Regions from separate parts of the Sus scrofa genome. Here regions 1 and 3 are each linked to region 2. Evidence: chromatin contacts called from public Hi-C data. All regions are on one chromosome and are shown on one strand. Each heading gives the region's core, a stretch centred on a gene start, on an enhancer-like site or on the middle of the called end of the contact. The rest is flanking DNA. Distances are from core to core; before and after follow the strand shown. Region 1 holds the start of MED19 (mediator of RNA polymerase II transcription subunit 19). Region 2 holds the start of TIMM10 (a long non-coding RNA gene). Region 3 holds the start of P2RX3 (P2X purinoceptor 3).

Region 1 (3,968 bases), core at 290-2,789, 150 kb after region 2:
GACAACACTGGATCCTTAACCCACTGAGTGAGGCTAGGGATCAAACCCACAACCTCATGCTTCCTAGTCGGATTCATTTCTGCTGTGCTATGACGGGAACTCCCCCACTTTGCTTCCTTAATAGAGCTGCTCGAATGATTGAAAATAAGCAAATAAGTTAGAAGTTAGATCACTTCAGACTCTTGTGTCAAAATGGTTCCCCCTGAACTTAAAATGTCTTATAGAGGCCTCTGCCTACTCTCCCACCTTCATCTCCTATCGCTCTTTCCCTGTTCACTTCCCCGGAGTGCAAGTGGTTTTCTGTCCCTCAAATATTCAAGGTTATTCTCACATTGGGCCTTCTAATCTCATTTTTTGTATCTAGAGTTCTCTCTCCTCCCACTCATAAATGGCTAGCTCTTCCTTTGTGCTTATATTTTAGCTCTAATGTTATCTACTCAGAAAGGGCTCTCCTGATCACTCTAGCTAAAGCAGTTCTGCCCCCTCAATTCTTTATCACATTTCCCCCTTGTAGCCATAACCACTATCTGATACTATCTGTTTATCCGCAGATATCTGTTTATCACTCTTTGACTCCTCCACTGGCAGGTAAACTCCCAAACAGGCAAGGATCTTGTCAGTTTTGTTCACAGCTGTATCTTCAGCAATTGGAAGAGTGCTTGGTACACAGAGTGGGTGCGCAACAAAATAATTTTTTGAATGAAAGAACCTGGTTTAATTCTAATCACTTCTTCGAACACATTTTGAAACCCCGAGGCCCAGAGGAAGAAAGACAACATGTCCCAAACCAACAGGAAGTTTGAAGCAGATCTGGAACTGGGTCCGCAGGGATGTTAAATCAGGACCCTCAAATACCAAACTCAAAGCTAGGATAATCTTTAGGGAGTCAAAAACCAGCGTCAGGGGCAGGATCGGGCGTGAAAGGTGGTCAGGGAGATCCACTCTCTTCCCACCCCTAATCCATCCCAATTCCAATCATTCTTTCGGTTGTGAATCCTCAGAACCTCTTCTAGTATAGTGTTCCGAAATCGCGCCACGCGTTGCCTAGGTTACCCCTCACCCCAGTCGGAAGGCTGAGAGCCACGCCCCGCCTCTCCTCGCTATGATCTGATTGGCTGGCTTTGACCAGGCCTTGTACTCACCCGGCAGTTCCCGCATTAGGTAGAAGGGGCCACAACCGGCCGCTGACTTGTCGGAGCCGGGAGCGGCTGTGGCCGCGGTAGAGGGCGGGGCGGGGCCCGGCCCCCCGCCCGGAGGAGGAGGCGGTGGGGGTGGAGGTTTTCCAGGTCCGAAGCCAAGTGCGGTCGGGGGCGGTGGTGGGTCAGCCTGAGCTCCGAACAGCGCCGTGAAATTCTCCATCGCCTCCTCCGCCCCGGCGCTGTCTCGGTGTCTGGCGTTGGTGACGTTCATTGGTCAATCTTTTCACAGAGTACCGCCCTCCTCTTTCAGGAGCCTCTCACCATTGGGTTGCCTCGGGCCCTTCCTACCTTCTTCCTGCAACTACTTCCGTCGCCTTCTGAGAACGTTCCGGAAGTACTATTTAACTTTATTTAAATTCTCCTGTATCTCCTACTTGCCGCAGTCGCATATGTCCAATAAAACGATTTAGGTGGAAAAAAAGACAGCTAGATTAGCCAATAAAATATCAAAGCCCTTTCTCCATTTTTAACCTGACGCAGAAGCCAGTCAGAGATCTGCTTCCGGATCTAGAGGCGGTGCATCCGAGACTAGGCCCAATGGAAGCACAATGATGGGAGAGGCGGGACCAGGCTCACGGACTCCGTGGAGCGGCTGGCGCCGCTAGAGCCGGGAAGATGGCGGTTCTCGCGCCTTTAATTGCTCTTATTTATTCGATACCTCGACTATCACGATGGCTGGCCCGACCTTACTACCTTCTGTCAGCCCTCCTCTCTGCTGCCTTCCTACTCGTGAGGAAGCTGCCCCCTGTCTGCTACAATCTCCCCACGCAACGCGAAGACGGCAACCCGTGTGACTTTGACTGGGTGAGCGACCCCCCGCCTTAGGACCCCGCGACCTTGACACCCTGTCCTAGGTTGCATCTACGAGATGCGAGGTTCACCTGTTTGAGAACACCTGAGGTTCCCAACCTGTAGCGGACTTAAGCTATTAAGAATCTAGAGCCTGGGCGGTCGTCGAGTGTAAACCTCTTCACGTTTAAGATGGGAATACAGCGAGTTAGCCTGCCGGGGTCTTCTGACTCCTGAGTCCAAGGTCCTTTCCGTCTCACAATTCGTACCTACCCAAACGAGGCATCTGCACTGTTTTACAGTGCTGCTCTCGTTATGTAAAGCCTCTTGAGGAATCAGTGAGGTAAACAAGGCAAGTAGTAGTAATCTCGTTTCACTGATGAAGAAATTGATCTCGGCGTAGTTAGGAGACTTGTCCAAGGTCACACAACTAGTGAGTGGCTGGGACTTGAAACCACTCTTCTGGCCAAAGCAGCAGCACCATCAGTCATTTTAATTCAGTTAACAACTGCAGAGGGAGGACTGTATGCTAGGCACTGTGCTGCATCCTGAGAATGTAAAAATGAATAAAGTTTTAGGCCTATTGAAATGGAATTGTAAAAAAAATTCATTGTAAAGAAATCAATCTGAACTCTCTTGCAGTACTTCCTAAGTAGAAGTGGAAGGACCACTCAGAAAAATAAGATGAAGTTCTGTGCCCCCTTCTGTATAGCTGAATCTGTGTTACGAGGAAGGAGGGCCTTCCTGAGTTTTTGTCTTTTTTTTTTTCCAGGTCCCAGAATGAGTCTTGACTTTTGACAGAACTTACTTCCTTACTTTTATTCTCCTTCCCTTGTTTACTTTTTCGTACTTCCGCCGTTCTTTCCCAGTGTTATTAAGTAGCTCATGTATAGCTGTGGTGCTTCAAAAGATCCATTTGGGGGGCAGGGGGGCGAACCTGCGGGGTATGGAGGTTCCCAGGCTAGGGTCAGATCAGAGCTACAGCCTATGCCACAGCCATAGCAACGTGGGATCCAAGCTCTGTCTCAGATCTACACCACAGCTCAAGGCAATGGCAGATCCCTGACCCACTGAGCGAGGCCAGGGATTGAACCCGGATCCTCATGGGTACTAGTCAGATTCGTTTCCACTGTGCCATGACAGGAACTCCAAAAGAACCTATTAAGTAGGGACCTTTAACTATTTAGAGTTTATAGCTAGTGTTTGTTTTCCTGGAAAAAATCTTTTACTATTTCCTTGGTGATTTGGAAGTTAGAATATTAAGGTAAATAATCTTAGCAATAACAGGTAAACCTCAAAATTTCAGTGGCTTGGAGTTCCCACCATGGTGCGGTGGGTTGAGAATCCAACTGCAGTTCCTTGGAAGTACGGGTTCGATCCCTGGTCCAGGAACTTCCATATGCTGTGGGTGGAAGAAAAAGAAAAAAAGAGGGAGTTCCTGTTGTGGAGCAATGGAAGCAATCCAACTAGTATCCATGAAGATTCAGGTTCAATCCCTGGTCTTGTTCAGTGGGTCGGGGATCCAGCATTGCCATGAGCTGTGTTGTAGGTCACAGATGTGGCTCAGATCCTACGTTGCTGTGACTGTGATGTAGGCCAGTAGCTGTAGCTCCAACTCGACCCCAAGTCTAGGAACTTCCACATCCTGAGGCTGCAGCACTGAAAAAAAAAAAAGGAAAAAAAAAAATTTCAGTGGCTAAACAGAATAAAAGTTCATTTCTATTTTATTAAATAAAAGAAATAATCAAGCACTTTGCTTTTCCTCTATACACTGTCAGAGTAATAAATAGTTGATAAGGGAATGTTAATTTCCTACTAGAAGAATTTGAAGTAATACAGAAAGAGTGATAGCATTTAAAGATTATGTAGCACTCTGGAGTTCCTGTTGTGTCTTGGTGGTTTAGAAACCTGACAGAATGTTTTGTGAGGATGCAGGTTTGATCCTTGACCTCTCAGTAGGTTGAGGATCTGGTGTTGCCA
Region 2 (3,903 bases), core at 1,037-3,536:
GAGGTAGGCTCAATCGTTATCCACCTTTTTACAGATAAGGAAATTAAGGCACATAAAGCCGGGCTATGAACCCAGGTAGTATGACTTCACAGCCTACATTTAAAAATCATTCTAGGAATTCCCGCCATGGCGCAGTGGTTAATGAATCTGACTAGGAACCATGAGTCGCAGGTTCGATCCCTGGCCTCGCTCAGTGGGTTAAGGATCCGGCGTTGCCATGAGCTGTGATGTAGGTCGCAGACTCAGCTTGGATCCCACATTGCTGTGGCTGTGGTGTAGGCCAGCGGCTACAACTCTGATTTGACCCCTAGCCTGGGAACTTCCATATACCGTGGGAGTGGCCCTAGAAAAGGCAAAAAGACAAAAAAAAAAAATTTTTTAAATAAATAAATTTTAAAAATTATTCTAATATATAGCCTCCAAGATAAAGCAACTAATTAAGAGAGGACACCAGAGAGCTTAAGCCAATAAAAATAGCAAATTTTGGAGTTCCGTTGTGGTGCAGTGGATTAAGGATCCAGCAATGTCACTGAAGCGGCTGGCTGCCAGTGTTGTGGTTCAGGTCCGATCCCTAGCCTGGGAAATTCCACATGCCCTGGACGTGACCAAAAAAAAAAAAATTATCAGATATTTGTTGACTGCTTACTTGCTTGTGTTTGGCTTAGTCCTAAGAGCTTGTCATATATTTTAACATTAAATATTTATAATGTCTTTATGAGAAAGGTATTATTATTAACTCTATTTTATAGGTGGTGAAACCACTGGTCAAACAGTCCAAGTAACTTGGCCAAGGCCATAGAAGTGCTGGTTGGTGAAGCTATGATTTGTTCCCAAATTTGCCAAATGGTTATAGGCACTAGTTAGAAGTCACACTGAGGTACTGGTCTTGACATTGCTATTGACCAGCTGTGGACCCTGAGAAAGTTACTTAATCTCCAGAAGCCTCAATGTTCTCGCTTTAAAACAAGATAAGTAAAATTAATCCAGCAAAGATAAAAAGAGATAATGCACATAAAATGTTCCAACATGTGTCTAAGATGGAGTAAGAGTTTAGAAAATGTTAACTACTTGGAGTTCCCATTATGGCTCAGTAGTAACAAACCCAACCAGTATCCATGAGGATGCGGGTTCAATCCCTGGCCTCAATCGGTGGGTTAAGGATCTGGCATTGCCAGTGAGCTGTGGTGTATGTAGGCTGGCAGCTGCAGCTCCTATTCGACCCCTAGCCTTGTAACTTCCATATGCCACACATGTAGCCCTAAAAATCAAAAAAAGAAAAAGAAAAGAAATGTGACTAGTGGCCTATGTGCTATTTGTCAAAAGGCAAATGCTGAACTATTCCTGGAAACTAACCAGAGCCTGAGATGGACCCTCTCCTCCTGTCCAGCTCCTTCATGGTCAATTCCATCCCAATCTAAATGCCTAGTTCCCTCTAGTGACCCCACACTACATCTGGATTAGCCCTTAACCATGTGGGCCTGGGGTGTGGGGGGGGATGAGTGCTGGGAGGGTAGACCACCGTTTTTCATAAGTCATCCACCTCTGGCTTTGGAAAGGGTGACCTAGGGTCATTCTCTAAAGACAAGGTAGTGCGGACTCGGTCCTTACCTGTTGTACATATCAGCCATCATCTCTACCTCCAGCTCTGCTGCCAGCTGCTGGGCCCTGAGTGGGTCCATTTCAGCCCTGAACGGTCGAGGGGATCTCCTTCTGGCCTCCTAGACCTGGGGACAGACGGCACGGTCAGCACCCAGCCCTCCCATTCGCTTTTCCATACCAGGGGCTGGAGAATGTGGAGGAATCACAGACCATCAGACCAGCAAGGGCCACTGACCTCATACGCTATTTCACAGACGTGGAGGCTGAACCCGCAAAAGGGACACTGCCTTGCCCAAGGTTACAGAGCACGTTAATGGCGGGGCTGTAAATCGACCCTCGGTGCCCTAACGCCCAACTCCTCGAGGTCACCTCTATCCAGAAGGAGATGGGGAAACCGGAACAGAACACTCTAAACCGCTGTCATGAACCTGCGGGGGCCCTAAGAACTGGATCATACGCGGAACTACGGCGCCCGGACCCAGACCAGGCCCTAAACTGAAAAGGCCGCACCATCATCAGGGTCACTTTGAGGTCAGAAGTTGCTCACCACGGCCGGAGGTCTGTCACTGTGCCCCCGGTATCCCCAACTTCGGGTAAACACTGGAAATTCACCGGGTGCCCAGGTAGGGTCAGGCGGAAGCACGTGGGTCCCTTCCGGGGAGGAAATCCCGCCTCTTCCCGATCCGTACTCGCTTCCGGAATGAAGTACCATCTAGGTGGTGCCGGGAAACCTGATACCATAGAGAGGGCCCTGTCTGAAGGCTAAGGCGTCTCCCACATGCTAGAGAGGACTCAAAAATACCATAGAGATTTAGGCCGAACGCAGAGCGCCTGCAACCTGTTAGAATTCAAGTCCCCGGGGGTGTCACCGAGAGGTTTGAGTGTTTTGAGTAGGAGAGGTAGGGTCGCAGAGGTCAGTAACCCTCGCCCCTAACGCCGGAGAGCTGAGTCCAGAGCGCATATCTGACTCGGGGAAGGAAAAAGGGTCGTCCGTCCCCCCCGCCCTGCAAACAGCAGCTCTCAGCTTGTGTTGCACTTAAGGTCACCTGGGACGCTTTAAAAAAATCCTGATGCCCAGGCCTCACTTTCTACCAATTAAATCAGAATCCCTGGAGGTAGGATTCAGATATCAGTAAACTTTATTTATTTATCTATTTATTTTTGTCTTTTCAGGGCCGCACCCGTGTCATATGGAGGTTCCCAGGCTAGGGGTCTAATCGGAGCTGTAGCCGCCAGCCTATGCTGGAGCCACAACAACACGGGATCCCAGGCGACCTACACCACAGCTCAGGGCAAGGCTGGATCCTTAACCCACTGAGCGAGGCCAGGGATCGAACCCGCACCCTCATGGTTCCTAGTTCGATTAATTAACCACGACGACAACTCCAGATATCAGTAAATTTTAAAATTTCCCAGGTGATTCCCATGTGCAGCCAAGTGCTCCTGGGGCCTTTGTGTGAATACGGCTGTGTGCAGATCACCAGGCTTTCTCTGGGGTTGCAAAGACAAGTGAGGCATGGTTCCTGCTTGCAGAAAGATGAGTCGAGAGGACAGTGTGTGGGGAGTTCCCGTCGTGGCTCCGTGGTTAACGAATCTGACTAGGAACCATGAAGTTGAGGGTTCGATCCCTGGCCTTGCTCAGCGGTTAAGGATCCGGCGTTGCCGTGAGCTGTGGTGTAGGTTGCAGACGCGGCTCGGATCCTGCGTCGCTGTGGCTGTGGCGTAGGCCGGCAGCTACGGCTCCGATTCGACCCCTAGCCTGGGAACCTCCATATGCCGCGGGAGCGGCCCAAGAAATGGCAAAAAGACACACACGCACACACACAAAAGTACAGTGTGTCTTATTCAACTTCTACTAGACGCCCTAGGCCATAAAGAGATGAATAGGAGCAATTGTGGCTGCTGCCAGAGCTAACCTAGAGCCTTTGGGTGAGGGAAAAGGAGGGTACTGTGAATTCTTTCTTTCAAAACTTAATATATTCCTCGATCTGCAACCCGCCCCCCACCAATGAAAAAAACCCACCCTAATCTCCCTGGATTTTTCTTTTTTTCTTTTTCTTTCTTTTTTTTTTTTTTGCTATTTCTTGGGCCGTTCCCGCTGCACATGGAGGTTCCCAGGCTAGGGGTCGAATCGGAGCTGCAGCCACTGGCCTACGCCAGAGCCACAGCAACGCAGGATCCGAGCCGCGCCTGCAACCTACACCACAGCTCACGGCAACGCCGGATCGTTAACCCACTGAGCAAGGGCAGGGACCGAACCCGCAACCTCATAGTTCCTAGTCGGATTGGTTAACGACTGCGCCA
Region 3 (3,881 bases), core at 656-3,155, 230 kb before region 2:
AGGTCTCACAGTGTTTTTCTGACTTTGGACAGGTATTCCTTTAGTGAAAGTGGAAATGAAGTAAAGTCTTTAACACAAGCCGTTCAAAATGGAAAAACAACACCAACCTAAAACCTCAAGGTAAGCCCCTGAACCTGGATAAGGCAACAGGCAGAAACCACCAAAAAAAAAAAAAAAAAAAAAAAAAAAAAAAAAAAATCAAAACAGTAGAAAAGTTTCTGGAGTTAAAGCACAAAGAAACTCCCGAGACTCTGCAGCCCAAAGCTGAACACTGACTGCTTAATGGCTTCCACGGTCCTGCTTTAAGGATCCCAAACTAGCAACTGCACGGTTATCAGAAGGAGCCCCACTTCTCTCAAGAAGATTAAAACTAAAGAAGATGGCACAGTAAAGGGGGCTATGGCAAGGGGCATCTCACCGATTCTCGGAAGCCGTCGTACTTGTAGACGTGGCCATTTTTCGTGAGCAGTTTAAGTCCATGGCCCAGAGCTACTCGGCGCCAGATCCCTTCGGTCAACTCCCCAGCCTGGATGTTGTCCACTTTGCCCGTTTTACTGTTCTTGAAGATGATGCCCTGGCGGCTCAACCTCAGCCGACCATCATTCTGTTGGGAAAACAGGCCCAAATGCACAGGGACGACCATAGCGTAGAGCAGGGACGGTCCCACCCAACACCCATTCTGGGCTGGTCAGGTATCAGGCAGGAGCAATAACAGCTGAAGTGGTGAGGGCTGGCAAGAAGAGACGAGTAAGGCCAGAAGATCTGGATTCTAATCCTCGCTCTGGCATCCAGAACCCGTGCAGGTCCTCAGTTTGGGGATTCAGGATTGAGCAGCAGGTGTAGTCCCTTCAAACTCTGACATCCTGTAACTCTTGTATCCTCACTCAGTAATGCTTCTTGTTGGGGAACTACCAAATACACATCGAACTGACTTCTTTTCCAAAGTAGCAACATCATCAGCACAAGCTCTTGCGAGTGGATAAAAAGTCTACTCCGCCTCCCTCCCTCCATCTGTTTCAAAAGCCCCAGTCCTTCTTACCATAGAGCCTTTCACCTCCTGATACACGTCGTTGAACTCCAGTGTTTCTGCCATGCTGACCTGCCCCTGTAGGCCTCAACTGGGAGCTGGGCCCCAACTCCTGGGTACGTTGTGCAGATACACAACGCAGGCTGGGAATCTGAATTGAAGAGGGATAAGTGGATTGAAGTTAAGTGGAAAAAACAACACCTCATGCTGGCCACGGAGGGAGCCTAGTGGCAACCCTTCCTGTGCCTGGGATGTCTCACGATCTCCCTGCCTGGGAACCCTGCAAGCCGGTTCTGCAGAACTCCAGGGCCAGGCCCGGCCGGGGCTTAAGAAGCCGGCCCGAAGTACCTCTTACATCCCAACCAGACACCCCCTCTGGGCGCTCCACCGGGCGCCATGGCAACGAGCAGCGGAACCCCTGGGCCATCCGGAGCCCGCACCTCGCCCGCGCCCCAACCCCGCTCAAAAAGCACGAGTTCCCTCCCAGCGCTCCCACCGCGCCGCGGCCCCAGGCCCACAGTTCTCCCCTCCCGCTAAAATGGATTCGCCCGCTGCCCGCGGATTCCAACGCGGAACAGTCCATCCCACGCGTCCCGCGGGGGAGCAGGGCCCTCGCCTTCCTGGGGCGCGGCGATAGCGACCACCTACTTTCTCAAGCTGCGGCCTCAGACGGCCCGCAAGCGGGCGGTGGGCTCGCTGGGGGACGCAGCGGGGGTGTAGGGTCCGGGGGGTCCGGGGGGGACGCTGGGGAAGCTTTTCCCGCGTGCGCGGCCCCGCGTCCCGCCACCGGAAGCCCAGCACGGACCATAGAGAGGAGGAGCCGGCTAGAGAGGCGCGAAACGCGGCCCGCCTTCGAGGCGGTCCCATAGAGCGTCCACAGCGCTGGAGGACCTGAGGGAAGCCGGGTTACACTGATGTCCCGCCCGTTTGGCGTCCGACTAGAAAATGGGAGCGTGTCGGGCTCTTTAAAAATCACAGACACTCCTTCCGGGAACGACAAGACTTTAAAGAGAAACTGTGTAGTTGCATTTTATCAGACTTGCCAAAGATGCGTGTGCGTGCGTAGCAATGACGGGCGACTCTCTCCCGCCCCATAGTGGTTTCTGTGGAATAGAAAGGAGTTTGTAGGACAAGAAGGAAAATATTTAACGACTTGTGGAGAGAAATGACCCCTCCCACTGGCTTCGAAGAGAATGCGAGTGTTGGTATCGCTGTGACTATACTGCTCACCCCTGTCACAAGGGATTGGATCCTTTTTGAAGTGAGTTCACTGCACCCCAAAACTTGACATCGATAAATGCAAGGTTTGAGTCTCCTGGAAGAGGCTGGCCAGCGGCGGCGGCGGCGGCGGTATCAGGTTCAAGTGCTGGTGTCACATTCACCGTGGAGCCAGAACTGATTTGAAATCACAGCAGCCTGGGCTTTCATAAGCCAGATCCCCCTTATGGAGTCCTAGGGTGCACCTCGCAAAATCAGAGGAGGCTGGACGAGTAAGAGATGTTTGGATTCGTCTGCTCCAGCTTCCTTTTGAAGATCGGGAAACTGAGGCCCTAAGAGGAGTGGCCTGGGGAACAAAACCCAAAATCTACTTAGCCCGTCTAGTGATTCTCCATTCGGAATGATTGATAATAGATGTCAAGTATACAAAACATTGAGACAGAATATTTAAACTCCAGATTTCTTTGACAGTCTGACCTACAGTTACCCCAGCTTGGGACACAAGATGACGTGAATGCACTGTTGCTCCCTGAACTCACGACTTTAACCTCTGGGTAATGGCTGTTCCCACGCTATCTAGCAACATAAGCCAACTAGATTCAACAGATATGTGTTGAACTCTAACACAGTGATAGGATTTGTGGAAACTAGTAAACAAGATGGAAACAGCCCCAGTTTTCCAGGCATGTGACATCTAATAAATGATTCAAATAAGTAAACTGATGGTAAAACAAAATAGAACAAGAAAATACCCAATGTGGGAGTTCCCTTCGTGGCTCAATGGTTAATGAACCCAACTAGGCTCCACAAGGATGTGGGTTCGATCTCTGACCTCCTTCAGCGGGTTAAGGATCTGGTGTTGCCGTGAGCTGTGGTGTAGGTCGCAGAAGCAGCTCGGATCCCACGTGGCTGTGGCTGTGGCATAGGCCGGCAGCTGTAGCTCTGATTCGACCCCCTAGCATTGGTAACCTCATATGCCATGGGTACGGCCCTAAAAAGCAAAAAAAGAAAAAGAAAAGAAAAAGGAAAAAAACCCAATGTGATAGTGCTCTGCAGGTAGAGCTTCAGTCACTGCCAACATGAGTAAGAAATAGGAACTATGTAACCCCAATCACCCTCACCCAGGAGACCAAGAGAAACATTCAGGAGACCCCTCCCCTTGACCCATGTATTGCCGGCAACTCAGGAAGGGAGGAGACGCCTGCAGAATTGAACGGCTTTAAGGAAGACACTCTGGATTGAAGGGGATACTCAGCTCAGGCAGGCTATTAGGTGGCTGGGGAGTGGTGTGTTGCAAGGGGCTTTAAAGAGAGCATGAAGCAGCTGGTGAGCCGGGATGAAGATGCAGCATAAGAGGATGGAACCGAAACGATAGACAGAGTGCAGATAAAACATGAGTCCTAGAGGGCCCTAGCCAGCTGCATCCCAGGCAATCAGGAGCCTGGGATTGGAGACCCCACCCCTACCATGACATCACAGGGGAGTGGGGTGGAGACGAACAAAAAGGGGGTCCCCCGCCCTGGCCTTGGACTCTTGGCAGCTCAGAGTGTCAAGAGCAGAGAGGAGCTGGGCACTGGGCTTAGGTGCCTGACTTAAAGGAACAGCCTGCCCTTTCCTTGAGCCCCTCTAAGCTGCC

Evidence for each region. Hi-C and Micro-C count contacts between places; a contact is called where the count stands out from the background.
Region 1: a contact with region 2 is called in a Hi-C map of liver, with 5 times the contacts expected there. The contact joins the promoter of MED19 here to the promoter of TIMM10 in region 2. A contact is called at or near these places in 1 of 5 promoter capture datasets (liver) and 4 of 47 Hi-C or Micro-C datasets (heart right ventricle, liver, retroperitoneal adipose tissue and 1 more).
Region 3: a Hi-C map of mesenteric adipose tissue shows a contact between it and region 2, with 3 times the contacts expected there. The contact joins the promoter of P2RX3 here to the promoter of TIMM10 in region 2. A contact is called at or near these places in 3 of 5 promoter capture datasets (fetal liver and liver), 18 of 47 Hi-C or Micro-C datasets (alveolar macrophages, blood, embryonic fibroblasts and 10 more) and 2 of 2 datasets of contacts at active chromatin or transcription factors (alveolar macrophages and skeletal muscle).

The regions. Positions count from the first base shown.
Region 1 is chr2:13,238,882-13,242,849 of Sscrofa11.1, reverse strand. MED19 (mediator of RNA polymerase II transcription subunit 19) reads right to left here and starts at 1,539. Exons shown (of 5, transcript XM_003122715.5): 1 at 1,143-1,539. The coding sequence starts at 1,410. It overlaps TMX2 (thioredoxin-related transmembrane protein 2), which reads left to right and starts at 1,580. Exons shown (of 8, transcript XM_005660896.3): 1 at 1,580-2,003. The coding sequence starts at 1,815.
Region 2 is chr2:13,391,608-13,395,510 of Sscrofa11.1, reverse strand. It overlaps TIMM10 (a long non-coding RNA gene), which reads right to left and starts at 2,286. Exons shown (of 3, transcript XR_002341482.1): 1 at 2,147-2,286; 2 at 1,609-1,724.
Region 3 is chr2:13,617,676-13,621,556 of Sscrofa11.1, reverse strand. It overlaps P2RX3 (P2X purinoceptor 3), which reads left to right and starts at 1,905. Exons shown (of 12, transcript XM_003353865.5): 1 at 1,905-3,881. It overlaps SSRP1 (FACT complex subunit SSRP1), which reads right to left and starts at 1,891. Exons shown (of 17, transcript XM_003353864.4): 1 at 1,676-1,891; 2 at 1,040-1,178; 3 at 419-604. The coding sequence starts at 1,093.